Linked DNA regions of Oryctolagus cuniculus: region 2 is linked to region 1. A link is a contact called in public Micro-C data. All regions are on one chromosome and are shown on one strand. The core of a region is the stretch at or near the end of the contact, and the rest is flanking DNA. Distances in the headings are between cores, read along the strand shown. Region 1 holds the start of POLR3C (RNA polymerase III subunit C). Region 2 has its middle 37 kb from the start of PDZK1.

Region 1 (5,935 bases), core at 2,978-5,477:
TTGGGAAGTGAACCAGTGGATGGAAGACCTTTCTCTCTATCTCTCCCTCTCTCTGTAACTCCATCTTTCAAATAAATAAATGTAAAAAAAAAAAAAAAAAGGAAAAGAAAAGAAAGAACATGTGCTTATTTCCTCTTTCTGATCCAGGAGCTAATAATAACAACACGCCAACAGAAGAAATCGGGGCCATCCTTGCTTTGATACTCATATTTCCTCTGGTCCTTATCTTTTGAACTATAATTTACTTTATATCATTTTCATTCCTTAAAGATAGTACTGAGATTAGTAGACTTATTGAAAATAAATCAGATATGGAATGGGAAGAGCAAATATTTGCTTCTTTTTTTAAAGATTTATTTATTTTTTAAAAAAGATTTTATTTATTTGAGATGTAGAATTACAGACAATTAAGAGGGAGAGACAGAGAGTAAGGTCTTCCTTCCGCTGGTTCACTCCCCAAATGGCCACAATGGCTGGAACTGTGCCGATCCTAAGTCAAGAGTCAGAAGCTTCTTCCCGGTTTCCTGTGCAGGTGCAGGGGCCCAAGCACTTGGGCCATCTTCTACTGCTTTTCCAGGCCATAGCAGAGAGCTGGCCTGGAAGAAGAGCAGCTGGGACTCAAATTGGAGCCCATATGGGATGCTGGTGCCACAGGCAGAGGATTAACCTACTGCGCCACAGCACTGGCCTCAAGATTTATTTATTTATTTTATTTGAAAGAGTTACAGAGAGGCAGAGAGAGAGAGGTTTTCCATTTGCTAGGTGGTCCAAACAGCTGGAGCTGGACCAGAGCCAGGAACTTCTTCCAGGTCTCCTACACGAGTGCAGGGGCCCAAGGACTTGGGCCTTCTACTGCTTTCCCAGGCCATAGAAGGCAGCTGGATTGGAAGAGGAGCAGCTGGGGCTAGAACCAGCACCCATATGGGATGCTGGTGCCACAGGCAGAGGATTAACCTACTGTGCCACAGCACCAGCTCCAAGATTTGTTTAAGAAGCCTTGATGAATTAGGAACACTTTGAGAAACAAAACCCTGGGACCTAAGTTTCATCCTCTTTCCCCTCAAGCAACACTGTTCTGATCCTAGGGCAGGCTTTCTGCCTTCATTTTCTAGGGTAGGGAGGAACACCATTCAAAGGCAGGTGAAAGAGAGCAAATTAATGTCACCTAAACATACCTGATCCGGTGATGTTCCCGTGTCATGGACAATTACTCTTAGCGGCTGGCTGCCAGTTCTGATTAGGTGGACTCCAATTTTTTCTACAATCTCTCCAAAATGCTCTTGCAGTAGCAAAGAACAGAGTTTAATTTCAGCTTGAGTCATTGTCCTGGGGAGTCTCAGAGCTAGGAAAAACAAAAATATATAATATAGTTTCCTTTTCATGTTTGGAGTAGAACTGCTTATTATAAATTTATGTATCTTTTCTGGGAAACACTGGGACAATACACATCAAAAGTCTTAAAGTCTTGCATAACAATTTCACTTTGGACATTATGTTCCAAAGACATAATTAAAAGATGTCACTATTTTCCTTATAATGCTGATACACTGGAAAAAACCTACTGTCTTATAAATTATGCCATGCCCATACAAAGGAATATTCTTCCAATATATAAAATTATTTAGAACAATATATATTAGAAAAATGTTCATATTACATGACGGAAGCAGTTGCAAAGGAAAATGTAGAGTAATTCTTGTTAGTTTTTTTTTTAAACTATGCATAGGAAAAAGACTGAAAGACTATACATCAACTTTATGGGATTACGAGTCACCGTGTTTTTCTGAAAAGACTGCGTATTGATCTTGCAGTCTGTCACAGACCCTAGATTCTACACTTCATTGTGGAAGCATTAAAGTCACTGTCACAGCCCACTGAGAGTGAACAGGCAGCGCCATTCCCAGTCCATAAAGGAAAAGACAACTGAGAAAAAGAAATCGGGAGATAAAGGAGAGCTTCTACACAGCGTGTTCAGCACAGGAGATGAAGTTACATTGTGGGTAGGGCAGAATTTAATTCTGACAAAGGCGACACAAACAGAAACGGACGCAGTTGGCTTTATGATTTCTTTCTTACCACTGCTGCTACCACTGTTCATTTATTTCTCCCAACTCCTTGGAAGCCACGTCTTTGTGCCCCGGCCTCAGGATCACCCGAGACCTAGTTCACCCATTCACTTGCCCTGACTCTGCGCCAGCCCTGGACGGGATTTACAAGACGCTTGGCTCCCGCTCCTGCACTCCCTTCACGCAGGCTCCCCTTCCGGTCCTGGTCTCTCTGTTCAGATCCAAGCCCGCTGGTTCAGACAGCATTTTCCACTAACCTCAGGGTCAACCAAGCCAGGGGCTGCAAACCAAACGCCGCCGAGGTCCCCACGTCGGCTTCCTGCGGCACCCGCGAGCCGCCAGGGCAGAGGGGGAGCCCACGGCCCTCTCTCGGAAGAGGATGGCCGCAGGGGCAGGACGCCGAGAGGGCGAAAAACGTGCGCCGCTCTACCCCAGAGTGTCGGTGGTTTCCGGGACGCTCTTTCTCTCTCTTCTCGCTGGAAGGTCGGAGGACCGGCCGGGGGCTGTCTGAGCAGCCGGCGGGCGGGCGGGCCGCGGGGTGCGGACGCGCCTTCCTGCGCTCTTCCGTGCCGGGGGCGGGCCGCGGGTTCGCCGTCCGCGCCGCCGCCTCGCTGGGCCCGGCGGGCTCACGTGACCGAGGCGGGCTGTGCTGTGGAGCGGCGGGCCGCGCTGAGGCGGTGGTGGCGGTGGCGGCTGCGGCGGCGACCGCAGCCCGGGACGTAGCGGCCTGGTGAGGGACAGACCGCTCGCCCTGTCGGACAGCCGCGGCGGAGGAGAAAAATGGCGGAGGCTTCGGCGGCCGGTGCGGACGCGGGCGCCGCCGTAGCCGCGCACCGGTTTTTCTGCCACTTTTGCAAGGGCGAGGTCAGCCCCAAACTACCGGTAAGAGCCCCGTTTCCTTTGCGTCTGGCTCCTGCTTAGATGCCTGGCCCCGATGTCCCGGAATTGGGTCTTAAGCCTCTCGTATCCACCTGACTCCCCTGACATCGGTCACCCGAGTACCTGCCGTCCACTGTCCCCGGTGCCTGGCCCCTACCCTGCAGCGTCACGGCCCTGGCTCCCTTCTTCCAGCCCAGCCCTTGTTCCCGGCTAGACTGCTTCACCTGCCCCTCGCTGCCTCTCTGCGCTTGGCCTGTGTCCCCTCCATCTTTTTGTCTTGCTCAGCAAGTTCTCCTCTGACAACTTTCCCCTGAATCTTCTCGCCCTCTTCACCTTGTCCGCTCCTCGCCGTGACCTCCCCTCCCCCAGTACTCTTTCCTCTGCTGCTCCTCGCCTTCCTCCGATTCCCTTTCCCACTTTTCGCCAGATCTTCCCGCTTCCCCCGCCTCGCTGGAGAAACATAGCGGATTGCTGAGGCTTGTCCCTGTTCGGTGGTCTCTAGGGACGAGCCAGGGGTGGGAGGTAACTGGGGAGAGGGGGTTTTGCCCTTCTCCTGGGGTTCATGTGAAAGTGAAAACAGCGGTGTCCTGATGACTTGCAGAGTGCCCGGCGCTCCTCTGACTGTCGGAGGCGAGGGCTTTGGGAAGCAGGCAGGAAGCTGTTGGAACTTAGTTTATGTGGGTTGTCCGCTTGCGGGTGTCTTCAGTGCCGCCTCCCTTACCGACCACCCCCCACCCCCGTCACTCAAGAAGAAGATCCAGGACAGATGTTGGGGACCGCTTCCTCTTACATCAGATTGGTGGTTTGTTTTTTTTTTTTAAACCAGTTTCTGCCAGACTGTCTCTTAGCCCCTAGAGAGGTAGTGCTGTGGTATGTAAAGAAAACACTTCCACCAGCGCCTGGGGCCCCAAACCCAGAAGCTGCTTTGGGTTGGGTTTTAGCTCCTGTGGGGAGCCCCAGCAGGGTGAATGTTAATCCTACCTTTGGCTGGCTGTCTTTAAATAATTAGTCTTTAGACAGTGGCTGCAGAACAGCTTCCCTGTGTATTACAGTGTCTCATGCAGTCTAGAAGCCCCACTGAAGTGTGTGTCCCCATCTCTTATTTCTTAGAAACACAATGGAGTCCAGTGAGTCAACACTTACCGGGTATTTGAGAGCCTTTTCACCTGACAAGTTGTGTTTTGATGGCATTTTCTGGTTTCTCTATTTGCTCCCACTGCACGATCATAGTTTCATCTCAGTGCTCCTGGCTTTGCCTGCTGATTTTGGTGTGTGTTTATGTGCGTTTTGGCATATTTCACCGTTGGGAAGAGCAGGTGCCTTGTGCTTTTCCAACAGACATCAGAGCCTCCAGAATTCTCTAACTACAGAGAGGCAGTTTGGAACGCAGCCCTGGTGTGTGTGACTGGCGACAGGTCGCTGACTGCGCCCTTTGCTCTTCGGATCTTTAAGTCGCTGTTCATTATTTTGCCTTCAAGAGGGAGAAGACTTGGTTTCAGTTTCCACAACTTATTATCTTTTTTTTCCCTTATCATCTAAAGTCCTAACTTCAAAGGGATAATATGAAAGGTTTTATAGATGTTTTTCTTATTCTTAGCTGCCTGGAGAAGTTCTTGGGGTTTTTAGTCTGATTTATTATTTGTTGTGCGTGAATTGTAAATTGAGACACAGTTGAATGTGCTTCCTACTCATGTGCAGTGTTTTCTGCTGGATGTCCTGGGTGACATGGGAGAATATGTAGTTTTTTAAATAATGTTTGTCCTGCTGTTTATCAGGTTTATGATTGCAGACTAGTGCCATGCTCTTTTATTTATTTGAAAGGTAGAGTTACAGAGAGAGGAGAGACAGAGGTAGAGAGAGGGGTCTTCCATCCACTGGTTCATGCCCCAGATGGCTGCAATGACCAGGGCTGGCCCAGGCCAAAGCCAGGAGCTAGGAGCTTCTTCTGTGTCTCCCACGAGGGGAGGGTCCCAGGGCTTTGGGCCATCTTCAGCTGCTTTCCCAGGCACATTAGCAGAGAGCTGATTGGAAGTTCAGCAGCCAGGTCTCAAACAGGGGCCTATATGGATTGTCAGCACTGCAGGCTGCAGCTTAGCCCACTGTGCCATAGCACTAGCCCCAGAATATGTAGTTCTTGCCCTTAAGGATCTCACAGTTTCTTTGGGAAGACAAGGCAGACATGGAAAAAGGTAACAATGTAGTCATGTATTCCCCTAATCTACAGGAATATGTTCCAAGAAACAAGAACTGTACTATCAGGCGATTTTTGTTTTTGTGTGAACATCAGAGTATATACTTAACCAACTAAGACCACTGTGTCACTAGGTGGTACGATAATGGAGCCACCATTGCATATATGATCCACTGTTGACTAAAACGTTGTTACATGGAGCATGACTGTAAAGTGGATGAGGATGCACTTTAGAATTCAGAGAGGCGGCTGGCATTGTGGTGCAGCAGGTTAAGCCACCGCCTGCCCCAGCACACAGTTCAAGACCCTTCTGCACCTCTTCTTAGGAGGCTTCCTGATAATGTGTCTGGGAAGACAGTGGAAGATGTTCCAAGTGCTTGGTTCCCAGCCACCCATGAAGGAGATCAGGATGGAAGTTTTAGCTTCAGCCTGGCCCTTCGCTGGCTATTGCAGCCATGTTGGGAGTAAACCAGCAGATGGAAGATTTCTCTTTCTCCATTTCTTCCTCTGTCACTCTGCCTTTGAAATAAATAAATTTAAAAAAATCAGGCGTATGGTGGTGTTGGTGTGGGTAGGGAAGGTATGACAGACAAGGTGGGATTTAAATTGAATTTTGAAGGGTAGGTGGAATTCAGATTGAGAATACCAGAGACTGGGAGGTGGAAAAAGGAAGAACAAGTTGAGGAAGAAGGGAAAAACATTTAGTAAATTGTTGGTTTTTTAAATTGACAAGTGAAATACTTTGCATACATATATTGCATTGTAGAATGGCTAAATCAAACTAACATGGATTACCTCA
Region 2 (5,618 bases), core at 832-3,331, 92 kb after region 1:
GAACCTCTGCGCTAGAGATGTGGGGCAGTAAGTGCTGTGTACAAGAATATCCCTTGGGAATTTGGGAGGGCAGCAGCAGAGTTCTTTCTTTTTAGATGTATTTATTTGGAAGGCAGAGTTAGAGAAGAAAAGATAGATGTCTTCCATTCACTGGTTCACTTCCCCAGATGGCTGCAACAGCTAGGGCTAGGCCAGGAACTTCATCCGGGTCCTCCGTGTGGGTGCAGGGACCCAGGTGCTTGGTCCATCTTCCACTGCTTTCCCAGGCACATTAGCAGGGAGCTGGATCGGAAGTGGAGCAGCCAGGACTCGAGCTGGTGCCCATATGCTGGCTTTACCCGCTATGCCACAGCACCAGCCCCTCAGAGCTCTTACTGAGAGCGTCCAAAGTGAATCTAGTGCGTTCTGATGCAGGGAGCTGGGGAAAGGTGATGTAAGCTTCGCCTGTGGGATGAATCCTAGCTTGTGGGAACGTCAGTGTTTTAGCCCTCCAGCTGGGAGCCATAGGATTGCTCCCAGTGTTTGAAATAGCATGCTTGTCTGATACAGATGATGTTCTAAAGTTTTGGTCTCTCATACCTGCCACAGACAAGTGGAATTACAGGCGTTAAACTTTTTTTTTTTTTTCAAATTTTTTTAAAGATGTATTTATTTATTTGAAGGAGTTACGAGAAGGGTAGGGGTTTGGGGTGGAGATGAATTATTCTTCAGTCTGCTGATTCAGTCCCCAAATGGCCACAATGGCAGGGGCTGGGCCAGGCCCAAGCCAGGAGCCAGAAACTCCATCCAGGTCTCCAACTTCGGTGCCAGAGACACCCATACTTGAGCCATTTTCCACTGCTTTTCCAGGCACACTAGCAGGGAGCTGGGACTTGCAGGGGGAAGCTTAACCCACTGCACCACAACACTGGCCCCTGTTCAATTCTATTTTCTTTTATTATTATTATTTATTTATTTGAAAGGCAAAGTTAGAGAAAGATCTGGGGCTGGGCTGGCTGAAGCCAGGAGCCCGAAGTACGTCCAGATCGCCCAGGTGGGTGACAGGGGCCCAAGCACTTGGGCTGTCCTCTGCTTCCTTCCCAAGTGCATGAGCAGGGAGCTGGATCAGCCCTGTGGGATGCCAGCCTCACCGCCGGCAGCTTAACCCTCCACGCCACATTTCCAGCCCTCTTTTTAAAAAAAAGATTTATGCCTATCTAACTCATAATACTTTATACCAACTTTATTTTTGCCGCTAAATGACATTTAGATGTATCCTAGCTCGTGCGTCCTTTCTGCAGGTTTTTCTATGTAGACTATGATTAGTATATCCAATGGGTGAAACCTCTCATGTAGTTGGATCTGTCTTCTTTGGCAGACTTCCAATGATAGTGTAATGTTCAGTAGTTTCAGAAGACTGGAAAGTAAAATGCAAAAGACATCTCTACCCATGGGAGTGTAATTTAGTTAGAAACAATCTAACGTTCATAACAGGTAGAGAAAGGTTGAAGGGAATGTGAAACAGCAGACAGCTTTGGAGACCCAGAGGTCCAAATTCACGTGGCTCTGGGTCCTAGACCCAGAATCTCATTTGACCCTCAGAACCGTCCCGTGGACACAGAAAACAGGAGGTGACAGCCTCTCTCACTGATAGATAAGCAGAAGTGGCATCTGAAAACTTCACTTTCCCAAGGACATAGAGCTGGTAGGTTGCAAGCCAAACTGAATCCCAGCTGTCCCAGCCTTCTCTCTGCTGGTTCCCACAGCCCCAGCTCCCCCACTGAATCCTGGCCAAGCAGCACTGGGAAGAGGTCTTTTGATGGCTTGCCACTTAACTGCGCCTAAATCGCCCTCTCTTATTAATACCTTGGTCTCCAGTGTGAATGTGGCCCCTCCTCTATCTCACTATCACAGGAGGTCCTCTATCCAAAGACAGGAGGGTTTGTGAGTTCAGGAGGGACGATAAAAGGCTGCAGATACTGCTGTGGGCATTTATTTAAACAAAGACAAATGATCAGAGAAAGCTGGGGCGTCCTCAGTTGAAGCAGTTAAAAGCTGGGGCCACCTGTTCCGCGCGGATCTTCCTCCATCGGTGCTGTGTGGGTGCTGTGTGGGTACTGCTGAACCCCGAGGTCTCACACCAAGTCAGTGGCCGGCGCCGGCTCTCTTCCACTACTCTCCTCCCTGGCTTTGCTTGTTTCCTCTCTCTTTTCCTATACAGGGTTAAATAAAAATGTCTTCCAAAAACTAAAATACACAAATTGGTGTTCTCGTTTTGTTTGACTTGGCTTTGTTGGCAAGCGGCTGGGGAGGAGGCAAAGCGGCGCAGTACAGAAAACAATCGGAATTTGTTGAGAAGCGCGTGCGTGCTGGGGTGTGGACGGCGGGGTGCGCCTGCGTGGTCGCGGAGGCCGGGGGGGGGGGTTACCCCACTTGGTGTGCCCACGTCTCCTCTTCCTTTTCTGGGCGTGTTGCCGTAGAGGAGTCTCCAAGTTAAACAGAGGCATATTTATCTTGGCTCTAGCTTGTTTTAAAGTTTCTTTTTGACTCAAGGCTTACAAAACTGGAAAGAAAAAGAAAAGCTTGGGTTACGGCTTCACAACTTGGAAAGCAATAAAATCCCTGATGTGGTATGGAGCTGCCCTGTCCAGGGCTGGTGTGTGAGAGGCTAGCGTGAGTAAAGGAGACATGGGAGAGGAAGGTAGGAGCAGGTGATGTGTGTTGGCTCCGATGGCCCAAGCCTGGGCTGTAGTCTTGGGCGATTCTAACCCTGAAGGGAGTGGGGCGGGAGCCAGCCTCGGACACCTCCTTGCTGTAAGGTGGGACAAAGAAGAAATAGGTGCCACTCAAAAAGTGGGAGGTCGGTTTTCCACCTGTGGCCCTGTGTGGTTGGCACAGCGGCAGGGCAAAGCTGGTGGATGGACCCCGCTTTCATGAGCCGGGGGCAGCACAGAGATCCAGGGGACGCCTTCGATTTTCTCACATGAAACCATGATAACCTGACTCGTGTGGTCTCTCTGGGCCTGAGAAAACGTGGACTTTTTTTCCTCACACTGCCTCTTGCGTGGTTTGACTAAAAGCCTCGAGGAGGAAGACAGAAAGGAGGCTCCTGAGAACTGTGTAATCAGATAGGTAGCTCGGGTTCTTCTTACTCTGCTTGAATAGCGGGGAAAACAAATAGGTGGAGTCAGAACTCCATTCTTTTCACCTGCCTGAAAAAGAAAAAAGCTCAGATGTATATGCGTATGCGGCCGTAGGATTGCTTGGGAGTCAGACGCGGTGCCGGGTAGCAGGTTGTGTGGCCGGACGGCCTCCTCCCCTCTGTTGCAGTTCTCATTATACATGGACAACTAAGATGTCCTGCAAACAACAGCCTAAGGGAGTGTAGATTCAACAGAAAGGAATCAAGCCTAAAGGGTCAGACTGCTTGACATTCGCGTTTCCCAAGGAAAGGTGGAACCCTTTTACCTTTGACAGGTCCAGACAAGGGCTCTGCTTTGTTCTGAGGATTACAGTGAAGGGGTCATTTTGCTGTTCTGTTTCTGGAAATGGGAGGGAGTGAAGGGGGAGGGAGAGGGGCTGTGCATACAGAGTGAGTCACAGGGAGCTAAGCTGTCGGAACGGGAAGGACCCGTATTCCCGCGAAGGGCAGCATTTCCGCTGCTACGTGCCCGTTTCGTGGTGAGTAAGGGGGTACTTGCTTAGAAGAGTTGTCTGAGGTTAGAATTGCCTGTGTAGGCCAGCTTACTGCTATGGCCCGGGAGTGCAGTGGAGGATGACCCAAGTACTTGGGCCCTGCACCCCATGGGAGACCAGGATAAGTACCTGGCTCCTGCCATCGGATCAGTGTGGTGTGCCGGCTGCAGCGCGCTGGCTGCGGTGGCCATTGGAGGGTGAACCAAGGGCAAAGGAAGACCTTTCTCTCTGTCTCTCTCTCACTGTCCACTCTGCCTGTAGAAAAAAAAAAAAAAAAGATTTGCCTGTGTAAAGCATCCAACTCACAAGTTCTTTAACGAGAGCCTACTGTACAGCTGGTCCTGTCTTTACTGGGTCAAACAAGACGAAAGTCCCTGCGTTTCGAGCTTGTCTTCTGGTGGCACTCACGTAGAGGCAGCTCCTGATTTGAGGAATGCCGAAGTCACATGGAATTAGAATGCCAAGGGCAGGCAAAAGCCGGCATCAGGTTCTCGTTACATGCGAGAGCATAATGGCAAATGATTGGCAGCTCCGATTTTCTGGCTTTGTAACGGGAAGACTGATCAATGGAGCTCGGGGGCCTGAGCTACAAGTGTTTGATGTCCTCATCGGCCTTTGTTGGGGAGCTGCATTGTCCAGAACCCACCTGCAGACCAAGAATGTCTCTGGCCTCTTTCGTCTTGGCCACAGACCTGTTGCCCCGGTTGGCAGCCATTGGCTCCCCCATGAGTAGAGGCCGCTGTACTCACTTGCCTCTCCCTCTGGGCCCCTTGTCCAGTCTTCCCTCCAGGAGAAGAGCCAGGGTGGCAGAGGTGTGGCACTGGCATCGCTTGGGGCTGATGGCTCCTCCGCACCTACCTTGAGGGACCACCAGGCTGGTGAGCAGCAGCATGCAGATCTGTGCTGGCAGGAAACCTGTCCTGGGAACACCCGCATTGTGGCTGAACGCAGGGTGTTGACTGGGCTTCAGGCCTGTCACTGTGTAGTTCCCTGTCTCTGGTTCAGAGAGAAGCATGGGTCAGGGGAGGGTGTCACAAATCATCAGTACCTCCTCTCGCATCATCTCAGAGCATCGCTTTATGACCTCCCAGGGTATCTCCCAGCATAATTCATTGCCCAAGTATTTTAACCTTTGTGGGTGATGAGGGTGATGGACCTATTGGGTGTCAGACACTGGGGCTAACTGCACATAGACTTCAAGGAATTGGAGTTTTGCCCGAAAGACAACTGAAGTAGCCTCATCATTTATACTCAAGATCCAGTTACAAGCCATTTACTGGAGAGAGGCAAGCAACTTTTAGTGTAAGGTGAAATCTTGGACTTTGGAATGGAGCTGGATTTTTATCCATCATTTGCTTAGACCAATTATCCTTGAGCCTGAGTTGTCACAGGACAGTAATAGTACCTACTTCAGAAGGCCATAGACATGAAATGAAATAGCACTTACTGCTCGGCACACTGGAAACAGTCAGTGCCAGACACTGCTTCTTAATATTGCCCGTCACCTGTCTATGACTAGTTTCACCTGACAAAGAACCTTATAACCACATTTGGGGATCATCTAAATGTGCTGACTCTGATGCTTAAATATGCTTAAAAAGGCTGTCTTAGGGAGAACCATCACAAGTAGAAACATTCAGGGGGCTGACACTGTGCCAGAGTAGGCTAAACTTCTGCCTATGGCATCAGCATCCCATATGGATGCAGGTGCTAGTCCTGGCTGCTCCTCTTCAATCCAGCTATCTGCTATGGCCTGGGAAAGCAGTAGAAGATGGCCCAAGCCCTTGGGCCCCTGCACCCACATGGAAGACCTAGAAGCTCCTGGCTCCTGACTTCAGTCTGGCCCAGCTCTGGCCATTGTGGCCATCTGAGGAATGAGCCAGCAGATGGAAGATCTCTCTCTCTCTCTAATTTTTTTAAAGATTTATTTATTTGAAAGTCAG

The links. Hi-C and Micro-C count contacts between places; a contact is called where the count stands out from the background.
Region 2: a Micro-C map of ear pinna shows a contact between it and region 1, with 3 times the contacts expected there. The contact joins the enhancer-like site here to the promoter of POLR3C in region 1. A contact is called at or near these places in 2 of 6 Hi-C or Micro-C datasets (ear pinna and liver).

What each region holds. Positions count from the first base shown.
Region 1 is chr7:49,061,613-49,067,547 of mOryCun1.1, forward strand. POLR3C (RNA polymerase III subunit C) reads right to left here and starts at 4,228. Exons shown (of 15, transcript XM_008264551.4): 1 at 4,089-4,228; 2 at 1,176-1,342. The coding sequence starts at 1,322. It overlaps RNF115 (ring finger protein 115), which reads left to right and starts at 2,677. Exons shown (of 10, transcript XM_008264550.4): 1 at 2,677-2,948.
Region 2 is chr7:49,155,275-49,160,892 of mOryCun1.1, forward strand. No RefSeq gene overlaps it. Among named protein-coding and RNA genes, the nearest start is that of PDZK1, 37 kb to the right of the region's middle. Within about 2 kb of position 2,082, at least 1 of the 8 cell types and tissues checked has an H3K27ac peak or open chromatin away from gene starts, as enhancers often do. A contact at or near this core is called in ear pinna, where this site is marked.